2 separate regions of the Mus musculus genome follow, and region 1 is linked to region 2. The links are chromatin contacts, called in public promoter capture Hi-C maps. All regions are on one chromosome and are shown on one strand. Each heading gives the region's core, a stretch centred on a gene start, on an enhancer-like site or on the middle of the called end of the contact. The rest is flanking DNA. Distances are from core to core; before and after follow the strand shown.

Region 1 (5,539 bases), core at 285-2,784, 1.9 Mb after region 2:
TTTATCTTTCTTGTACAGACCTTGCCTCACTGTATAATTAGACCTACTTAAACGTTTCATCTTTTGGTATCCTTGCTGCTCAAACATCATGTTATTTAATTTCTCATGACAGTATGTTCATGTTGTCTTCTATTCAACGGAGATCACCCAACAGGCTCTCAATGGCTTCCCATACATTCTTTTTCTCATAGGAATATTTAGCAGACACTATAAGCATAGCTTTTGTTTGTAAAATATGTCACCACTTTTCTGTTCTTTGGAGAAACACCACATTAAGGCCTAAACACAGTTGCCTTGAGGCATGATAACAGTTTCAAAGCTTGAAGGACAGCGATAGATCATTTCAATAGTGTAAAGGAAAGGTTGATTGGGAGAGAAGTTTCTGTCCAGAGTAGAGGCTCCCAGGGAAAGCCATGTTCTGGAGCAGGCAGTGGGGGACAGAGCCTGGCTGGGAAAGTGAGAGGCGTCACCCAAGGCTGAACTAACTAGTTAGAGTGGTCTTAAAATACATTCATGTAAGCTAAGGACTAGATTCTGTAGCTGGGGGAGACTGTTGAGGGATTGGGAAGAGGTCTGAGAGAAACAGCTGCCTCCTGAGTGGGGCAGTGACGTGGCTGGACTGACGCCATGTGGCATTAGAGCGTTCTCAGTCATCATAGGAAGGGACAGCTGGGATGCAACATGGCTCTTCATGAGAGCAAGTCTGGAAAGTGCCCTTGTGCTAGGATGGACTTGGCCAGCACTTAAAACACTTCAGAATGGAAGGTTGTGACAGATCGCCAACATTTCAGAGATCTTCTGACCTGTGTTTCCCAAAGGACACAGTGGGGACTGTCTATGATCACACAGCAATGAAAGGTCTTGTCTAAGGCCACAGGTTATTTTTAAAAATCCTAACTAACTTTTTGTTTATATCACTTATTTCTTATTATCTTAATCTCCCCAGGAACATGCGAAACTGTTCTTTGGCAGAGAAGGAAGAGATGCTAATTCTGAAGGTCATGCTCTCTAGATCCAGAGTTCGATTTAAGTGGTCAGATTAAGCTCCATCTCTCTCAAGGGGGGACTAAATGTATGTTGAAGACCATACTGTCTTCTTAGCATAAAACACCATGATTGCCATCAGCAAGCCTTGGTGTGTGGCTGTGGTAAATGAAACCTGTGTGGGAGCCAGGTCAGTGTGTGGGTTGCCTTATCTATGTCACTGAAAGAGGCAAAATAATCCCATCACAAAATAGCCTGGGAGCAAGGCAGTCCCATATCCCTTCCCGTTTGGGTTTTTTTTTCCCATGCCACAGTCCCTCCACAGGTTAGGAGCCAAGCTCAGAGTCTCACCTTCATCTTTTGGGGTCCGTCAACTTCAAAGAACAGGTCATTCTCATCACTGTAATGAAAACAGATGTGGTCAAGTGATAGCTCCTTATCAATACTGAGCAGACAGACTTCCATTGTTCATAAAACCACACCTACCATGACTCTTAAAGCTTCCCAAAGACTTCTGGGAAGTTCTACAGTGCTACGTAAGTAACAGTCTAGAAGCAGATTCTGGGCCAGGTAAGTGGGTGCTCTGGTTGCTCTCTGTTGACTTCTGACACCTAAATTCTAGACTAGCAGAGTTAGCTAAAGTCTGAGCTCTCTGCCTTTGCTTCCAAGCCAGACTTTGCAAAAGAGTCTCTTATCCTGTCCATGTGGAAGTTTTTCTTACCATTGCATCTGTAGGAGTCCCTGTAGTGACAGCACCTAAGTCCCTAGGTTGGGCTTGGGAGTGAAGAGGTCAGTCTTTAAGCTAGGTTGCTTGAACTCTGATAGCCACTGAAGGAGATGAGTTGGGGACTCTCTGGCCTCTGAAAGTAGATAGCCCTCCATTCCTGAAAGCAGAGTGCTGGATATGTGACCACTCTCCAGTACCCACTGACCTGTCAAAAGGTGGCATTTCACAGTTGAGTTCAGGAACAGTTGCCATAGCTGCTTCAGACACCTGTGTGAAGAAAGAAAGTGGGTGGGCATCCAGCGTTAGCTCCCCGAGGGGCGTCCTTCATATGTGTTTCTCTTAGCTCTAGTTCAGGGCAGGCATGCTAAACTGGTCTCTGAGGAATGAAGGAACGGAGGAGCCGTTGTATAGGTCTAGAACAGTGGCCCTTTTGGAGTCAAGTGGCCCTTTCACAGGGGTCACCTAAGACCATTGGATAACACAGATATTTACACTTCATAACAGTAGCAAAATTATAGTTATGAAGTAGCAATGAAAATAATTTTAGGGTGTGTGGGGGGTCACTACAACATGGGGAACAGCATTAGGAAGATGCTCTGGAAGGAAGCAACAGCAGAGCCAAACCCTAATAAAGAAGCTTTCCTACAAGACAGGAGCTGCCTTTTAGATGTCAGCGGCTATACAGACAGTACTCATTTCCAGAGTACTTCACAAACCATGGAGGTACAGCTACTTTTTATAAATAAAAAGCCCAAAGTCCATCAGTGGGGGGGGGGGAAAGAGAGAGAGAGAGAGAGACAGAGAGAGACAGAGAGAGAGACAGAGAGACAGAGAGAGACAGACAGAGAGAGACAGAGACAGACAGAGAGAGAGAGAGATAGACAGACAGAGACAGAGAGAGAGACAGACAGAGACAGAGAGAGAGAGACAGAGAGAGAGAGATAGAGAGAGACAGAGAGAGAGAGAGACAGAGAGAGAGAGAGACTTACTTGCACAAGGAAGCTTGGCTGGAGAGGATCCCAGATGAGCCTATTAGGCCTCGAACCACTGCAGGGTTTGTTGTCCAACTTGTTTTCCCTCCCTTGTTTTATAGTCCTAAAAAGCAGAAGTGAAGAGCTGTGAAATTTTCCCTTGGGTTAACTGATTTCACAACAAAACTGAAGGGTGGGGGAGGGGGGAGAAGCTTGATGGGAATTCTTAGGGGAAGAGGCTATTGCTACCCTGAAATAATTTCTAATCCCTGGAAGTCAAGGGGTGGCAGATAGTGACACATTCGCAAGTGTGTCATCGTGGTGGAAATGGGCATTATTTCCCCCTGGACAATTGTGCAGATGGTGTCAATATTAAAAATATTGGGTTTTCCTGGGTTAGCTGTACATTTTAAGTCAGGATGTGCGGAACAAAGGTAGGCACGTAGATGCACACCCAGAAGTGTGTCACCTCTCTCGCCTCCTTGTGCTTAAGCTGAGGGAGCTTTGCAGTTGGAGTTTGGTAACTGGATGGTGCTTCTGTGCTCTCCATCAACTGTGTTAGCAGGGGCTTCTGGAGAGACACGCACTTCCTTGTGTGGGTCAGGGCACACACAGTATGCAGGTATCAGTGTAGACTTATCATAGGGTCAGGGAACTCTGGAAGCAAGCCTATGCAGTCTGATAATGCCAGGGTGCTTATTTTTTTCTTTTATTGGATATTTTCTTTATTTACATTTCAAATGTTATCCCTTTTCCAGGTCTCCCCTCCGGAAACCCCCTATCCTCTCCCCCTCCCCTGCCTCTATGAGGATGCTCCCCCACTCACCCACCCACTCCTGCTTTCCTGCCCTGCCAGGGTACTTATAATACCATAGCCAGTCTCATGTTGAAACCATATCAGTGCTAGGTGATCAGCAGAATGAGCCTGAATTAAGTTGCACAGTGCAAAGGTGGTGAACGAGGCATCTGCCTGTTCATGAGCACAGTCCATCTTAAAAAGTGAAGAGATAGTCTTTGCCTAAAAAATTGTTTTGGAAAATTCTTGTTTCTATAAGATCTGGGGAGACCAAGTCTCTTGGCCATATCAAGCATCACTAGACTGCTAACTCAGAGAGCCCAGGGAGCCTACCCAGGGGAGCTCTTCTTGCTTGGATGGAATGAGCAACCAGGCCATATGAATGCTGCATACAGTCTCTTGGGCACATCTACAGTATAGTAGAATCCTCAGTGGAAACCTAACTCCTTTGCTGAGCCCTCAGAGAGTCTGTGGACTCCATTAGAGCCAGGTCTCCACAGTGCCTGGCAGATGGATGCAGGCAGTAGGAGCTAGCCCGGGTGAGTAGGAATTTGGCAATGTGTTCATTCAGATGAGTTTGTACCTAGTATGTTTTGGTTACTGAGCTTATTCTGCAGCACTGAAGGGAAATAGACAGACAGAATTGGAAGGAGGAATAGACAAGGCTCTACTATGAAACAAGGTTTACTTACTAGGCAGCCTTCTTTTGCCTAATTTGGTTCACAGCATCTCGATTTCAGGAAGGCAAACAGAAGAATCCTGCCTTTGACCAGCTATATGTTTGATTTGAAATCTGAAGATGGTTCAGGGTCTCAGTTGCTTTTGAGTTTGGTGAGCAATGGTCAGTTCTCAGCACTAAGGTCTTATAAGATGTATTATCTAGTTCTGCAGACAATCCAGAGGTCCTGTCTGGGCCATCTGGTTCATTTTTCTGTTCTGCCTTCACAGGGTCCACATTTCAAACTATGCCTGGAGGGACTAACACCTTCCTCAGAGCCTGTGTGCAGGGCTGGAAGGTCTGATGATTTTATGGGCTGTCCTGACAGAGATTATTGGAGACTCCTTTGGTCTGCTGATGTGAGTTGAACCAGGGATGGTGAAAACCAGGGGACAGAGAAGGGTAACTAGGGGCCTGAGTGTCAGCTCCAAGTCCCTTCTCCCTGGATGATTTTTCAGGAGCCTTGAGCTCAGTCTAGTTACAGAATCTTCTTCACCATCTGCTAGTTATAACACTCCTAAACCCTTGAGCTGATGCCTGAGAGGAGTGGTTGTCTGGGAGGATTTGGAGGAAGGCACATGCATGAAGACGAATGGCCATTTAATCGTGAGTAAGAGATGAAGAGATGGGAGGAGGTTTGTCTGGGAGGAGGCAATGATCTGGTTGATGATTCTTTTGCTTCTAGAGGGAGATTTTGGAACTACTGGGCAATGCCTCTGGTACTCTATTGTTCTATCAAACCTCATCCTGGCCCTGTGACTTGGGCTCCAAATTTCCTCCCCTTGTCGTTATAGAGCAGGCAAGTTGCACAACATGTATATCAAACCCTGTCTCTCAGACCACACTTCCTTTTTGGTCCCCAATGAGTAGAAGAAATAACTCACTATAGAAATTGTTATGCTGGGGGTGTGGCATAGTGATGACGATACTGATGATGATGTTGGCAAAGGAAATGAACAAAGCAAAAGAGGAAGTCGGCAAAGCCAGGATGGTGACGGGCACTCTAGCTTTTGGGGAACTTTTCAGCTCTTGACTCACTCAGCACTTTTAAGCTGTAAGGTTCCCTCTGTTCTGACATCTCATTCCTCCAAGATGGAGGCAGGCATTTCTTCAAAGCTGAAAGTGCCTTGCTACCTGTTTTACTTACTTTCTATTGCTGTGATAACCATGACTACTGTGCAGCCCAGACTGGCTTCAAGTACATGACAATTCTCCTGCATTTGTCTCCCAAGGACTGAGATTACAGGCACGAGCTCCCAGGCCCAGTTGATGTATGTGTTCTACATCTTCTTTACTTATCCTCTTGCTCAGAACAGAGCTAAGCAATGACTGTCCTCATTACT
Region 2 (5,358 bases), core at 224-2,723:
GGTTCAGGGCCTGCTATGAGTTCCAGGCTCCACCCAAAGTTAAGCTTCATTATCGTGCTGCCTTTGTTTTTAATGGTACAGGTGCCGGCCTGGAAGGCACATGCTAGCTTGAGCTATTCCCCAGATAATCTGCACTCTATATCCTCACTCATTCCCTTTCTTTGTCTTAATCTAGGTCTGGTCTTCATTCCCTGTCAGAGTCCTCTCCCTTCTGGATAGCTTTCTTTTAAAACCAGTGTGGGGCTAGGAAGACAGCATGGCTGGTAAAATGTTTCCACTGAAAGCCTGAAGATCAGTTAAATCCCCAGAACCCACATAAAAAAGTTTGTACACAGTGGTCTATGCTTGTAATCCCAGTGCCGGATAGGTGGAGACAGGTAGATTCCTGGGGCTTGCTAGCCAGCCAGTCTAGCCTAATTGTTGAGTTTCAGGCCAATGAAAAACTCTGTCTCAAAGACTAAAGTACGCGTACGCGCACACGCACACGCACACACACACACACACACACACACACACGTCTTTATACTAAAAATGAGAGAGACTGCTAGACGTAGCTCCGTCAGTTCAGGGCTCTTGGTCCTCACCTGGTTGAGCCAACCTACCCTGTTCAGGATCACCAGAGTGCCAGCTTGCAAGTCTGGCCAGAAAACCAAAGGCTTTCCATCTCCTGCTCTGTCGTTTTACACAAGTACCGCCATGCCACAGTCCAAAGGCTGGTCCAGCATATGTGACCAGTCACACCATACACTAAAACAGTACTGTCCCAGGGAAAGCCAAGTGTCTCACTTGTGAGGTCTACTATAATTCTCTTGACGGTGGCTTGGCAGGTGCTGCTGGTCCAGTTTTACAGATGAACAAGCCAAGGCTTGGATAGGGTAAGAGGGGTTTGGTTTGCCTAAGGTTCAAGGGTCTTACAGCTAAAAGAAAATTGGCATTTGAATCCATGTCTAGATGACATTGAAGTTCTTAATTCAAAAGCAAGATACTTCTCAAGCAAGATAATCTAGTTTCAATCCTGCCTACTCCTCTCAGGTCCTAACTGCTACCAGCCCATGGTCATGGCCGTGGAGGTAAGGCAGAACACCTGCTCTCTGATAACTCTAAGCCCCGCTGATGATGAATCTGTGACGGGCGCTCACAGGTTATTTCATTCTCTCGAATCACTATGACTCGCAGCACAAAGGTCCCTTAGCAAACAGCACAGCAATGGGCAGCTTGAGGCGCTGCGCCGTGCGTGTGACCCTGCTGATCTGGGAACCGAGGTCAGCCACTCGGCTCCCAACGTCCGGTTCAACTCCCTCTGAGTTGGCCTAGCCTCAGTTTACCTGGTCGTTGCAGCCGGACTTGTCCGGCTTCCTGCGCTGTCAGCGGACGCCTGCGGAGCCGCAGGACAAGAGGGGAGGGCGGAGAAGCCACAGCCAGTACCGCTGCAAGCACTTAACTCTTCTCCAAGGAATATAGGGACCGCCCCTTCGCAGTCGCGATATGGTGACGTCACGAAGCTGTCGCCACCAGGAGGACACCTGCTTCCTCCCGGAAGTCCGCCCTCCTGCTGTTAGGTACTTCTTTTAGCCACAGAACTTCCAGCAGGTGCCTAGTGTGTGCATTTGGGGAGACCGTGGCTGGCTCCAGGGTGACCCTGGGATACCCAGGCTCGGAGAGAGCGCATCCGACCTTTGAGCTTCTAATTCTGGCCAGGCGCTGCTTCTGGGCCAGGCACCTACTCATAGTTGTCCAGGAAGCACTCTGGTAGACAGTAACAAGTAGTTTTGTGCTCTAATGTTGACCCACCAAGGACAGGGATGTCTATATGTGTTGTATTCGTGGAGAAAACATAAAGGCTAGGAGTGATTTTGCCCATGATGGCTCCTGAGCCAGTAAGGGCTCGTCCAACCACTTATTTAGTTGTCTTGGCAGGTATGAAGCGATTCTGAAGGCAAAAGACACTTGTGTCCTTCCTTCAGCTACTGGGCTTTCCCCCATGAATCTTGTGTGCTGGGGGAAAGAAAAGACTGAAGCTTGTGTGTGCCAGCTAGAGGAGGAGTTTTGTCACCCAGTAAGCTATATCACAGATTTGGCAACTGGTCAGACTATCTTGTGGGATAGACTGGAACTGAGATAATGGTGGATCAATAACCGGCAAGACCACACCTTGACCAAGACTGCTTAGTTATGTACACCACTTGCTTTCTATTTGAGAATCTGAACCTCATGTCGGGACTCCAAAGATGGACTTTGGGGAGTCACTGAACCTTTTCCCCTTTCCTTTCTTGTCTTTTCTCTTTTCTTTCCAGTGTGACCACATTGGCAAAGTCGTAGCCAGCTTTTCACCATTTTTTCTTTAATGCACACAGTGAAGACAGATGGTGGCCTGTCTACTTTTTAGGCTTGTCAGGGCTCACCAACTTCACCTACTTGTAGCAGCACCCTGTTCTTCACGAACCTTATTTTAGGGGGAAAAGGGTGTGTGTGGGGTGATGGGCAAGTCCAGGCAGCAGGCATTCGGGTGGAAACATCCTCTACAACCACACCCCGAGTCCTCTGGCCTATGAAAATGTAAAGGGGACTCTGAGAAGGAGCCTCCTAAGTGAATCAAGGTCCAGACAGAGCATCCGAGGCTTCCATTGCCCCAGGAAGAAGCACAGGCTTTTATTAGATTCCTCTTATTTTTTCCCAGTGAGGCTTTTTTTTTTTTTTTTTTTTTTTTTTTTTTTTTTTTGGTTTTGGTTTTTTGAGACAGGGTTTCTCTGTGTAGCCCTGGCTGTCCTGGAACTCACTCTGTAGACCAGGCTGGCCTCGAACTCAGAAATCCGCCTGCCTCTGCCTCCTGAGTGCTGGGATTAAAGGCATGCACCACCACACCTGACTTCTTTTTTCTTTTAACACCAATGTTTTCAATCCTAGAAAAAGACCAGGGCTTTCCTTCCTGTGTGATTTTGTTTTTCTTCTTCATAGTTCATGATGTCAGCTGAGGTTGACAGCACAATGAAACCAAACCGATGTGACAGGAGCAGGCGATTTTGCTATGCTCTAGGTCTTGGAGCTGCACATCAAACCTGGGACTCATCACTCCATGGTTGCTTAGCCTGCTTGTGGGGTTGACAACATTCTTCCTAGCTCTGATATCAACGATTACAAATTCTCAGGTAAAATCAGGCTTCATCCTCACAGTTAGAAACTGGACAATAACTTCAGAGCATGCCAATAAGGGACTGACATCTGCTTCTTTCTTCAGTGTTGTTGATTGTCTTGAGAGTTCAGCCAGGACATTCATGTGTACTGTTGATGGTGGCATGGACGGCTGGCAGAAAGAGAGGAGGTGGGCTGGAGAGATGGCTCAGTGGTTGAGAGCACCTGCTGCTCTTTCAGAAGACCTGGTTTGAGTTTCAGGACCTACATGGTGCCTCACAACGAGCTGTAACTCTAGTTCTGAGATATCTGACACCCTCTCTGGCCCATATAGGTACTGAGCATGCATGTAGTAAACAGACATGCATGCAGACAAAACACTCATACACATAAAAATTATAAAAACTTGTAGAGAGAGAATAGGAGGGGCTGGCTCCTTGAATTCCCCACATACTTTTCTTGCTGCTGTAACAAAACAGCTGGCATAAAACTTAAGGAAGAAGAGGGACATTTTGGATCACAATTTGATCCAAATAGATCACCATGCAGGGAAGAGTGGTGACAGACACCAGAGAAAGCTGGCTATACCATGGTAGCAATCAAGAAGCGAAGAGATGAATGCTGGTGCTCATCTTTCTTTGTTTTTCTGCAGCCCAGGGCCTTAGGCCACAGCATGGCATCACCCAAAGTTAGAGTGGGTTTAACTAAACTTGATCTTGATAATTCCTGACAAACATGCCCAGAAGTTTTTGTCTTTTCAGCGACCCTAGAGCTGTCAAGCAGACTATCAGTACCACCCAGGCCTTATCTAAATGCACACAAAGCCTTTGGAAGGAACTCAGCTGAGGTCCCAGGGCCAGGCTTGCATTTGAGAAATCTAAATCAAGGAAGTTTGTCTGGGGAGGAGGAGTAGAGCAGATGAGAGCCACGGGCTGTGCTTCATGGTGGAGATGTCAAGTGCTCAGGAGTGTTCAGGAGGAAGAACTGGCTGTCCCCCACGACAAGAGGAAGGCTCAAGAGGGAAGGACATGCCACTCTGACTCTTTAGCCGTGGAGCCTCTGCCACCCGTGGAAATGCATCTTCTGTGGGGGGGGGGGTTGGGCTTGGGAGAGGATGACTAGCCTGGTTTTGGATAAGCTGCAGGTCACATACCTTAGGGACACCCAAAGGCACTTCAGGATCCTGGTCGGAGACGGGAATCCAGAGTGAGGCTTCGGCCTAGCTTAAAGAAGCTACGCCTAATTATAAAGGGGAGCCATGGAGGTAGCTGAGATGACGGCGTGAACTCAATCTCATACCAACCTTCCTCTAAGTCTCGGCCAGAAAAAATCTGAAAATCTAAGATGGGGAGTAGAAGGAAATCTTTACAACTCAGACAAATGGCTTGCCTTCTGCCTCCACAGAGAATGCTCAAAAGTTGGTAAGTGAAAATAGTCACACTGAATGGATCATTGGACAAGAGATTTATACAGATGATGTCACAGAAGAGACACCCAGAACGTTAGGATGGAAAAGATACTAAAACACGTGATCATCATGAAAATGCAAAGCACAGTCACAGCGTGACACCCCGTGCACCTACTAAAGTGACCAAAAATCCCTCTTAAGTATCCACAGCATTGGGAAGTACGGGAACTCGTGTGTACTGCTGACAGCATTAGAAACTCATACAAAAACTGTTTGCTTGCTTGTTTGCTTAAGACACGATTTTTCCACGTTGCCCTGGCTATCCTCAGACTCAGGGAGACAAGTTACCTGAAACTTCCTGTGCTGTGGTTAAAGGCACGCACACACCACCACCACATCGTCTTGCCATTTCTCTCCTGTGTATCAATGATATTGAATCTCACCTTTGCTCTGTGCTCCTAGAAATCGGGTCAGTAACCCTAGGGTTGGAGAAATAACTCAGCAATGAAGAACTCTTGCCGATCTTGCAAGGCTGGAGTTCAGGTTCCCACACTCACATCAGACAGTTCACAGCTGCCTGTAACTCCAGCTCCAGGATATCTAATGCCTTTTGCTGCTTCGACATGCACCAGCACGCACACACACATAAACACATTTAAACACATAAAAAAAAAAACTCTCCATTTCCTGTATTTCACAAAATAGCTTACTAGAAAGACTTCCATGCTCTTGTTTGCCCAAAACAAGGGCAGACCCACACCTTCCAAGTTCCCATTGCTGGCTCATGGATGATCTGCCTTGCTTGCTCTGACTGACAGTCA

Evidence for each region. Promoter capture Hi-C pulls out the DNA fragments that hold promoters and counts their contacts.
Region 1: a contact with region 2 is called in a promoter capture Hi-C map of hematopoietic stem and progenitor cells, with 3 times the contacts expected there. The contact joins the promoter of Il1bos here to the promoter of Fahd2a in region 2. A contact is called at or near these places in 3 of 39 promoter capture datasets (3T3-L1-derived adipocytes, hematopoietic stem and progenitor cells and liver).

What each region holds. Positions count from the first base shown.
Region 1 is chr2:129,368,368-129,373,906 of GRCm38.p6, forward strand. It overlaps Il1bos (interleukin 1 beta, opposite strand), which reads left to right and starts at 1,535. Exons shown (of 3, transcript NR_015474.1): 1 at 1,535-1,554; 2 at 4,427-4,802. It overlaps Il1b (interleukin 1 beta), which reads right to left and starts at 2,772. Exons shown (of 7, transcript NM_008361.4): 1 at 2,701-2,772; 2 at 1,917-1,978; 3 at 1,336-1,384. The coding sequence starts at 1,963.
Region 2 is chr2:127,443,092-127,448,449 of GRCm38.p6, forward strand. It overlaps Fahd2a (fumarylacetoacetate hydrolase domain containing 2A), which reads right to left and starts at 1,474. Exons shown (of 8, transcript NM_029629.2): 1 at 1,326-1,474.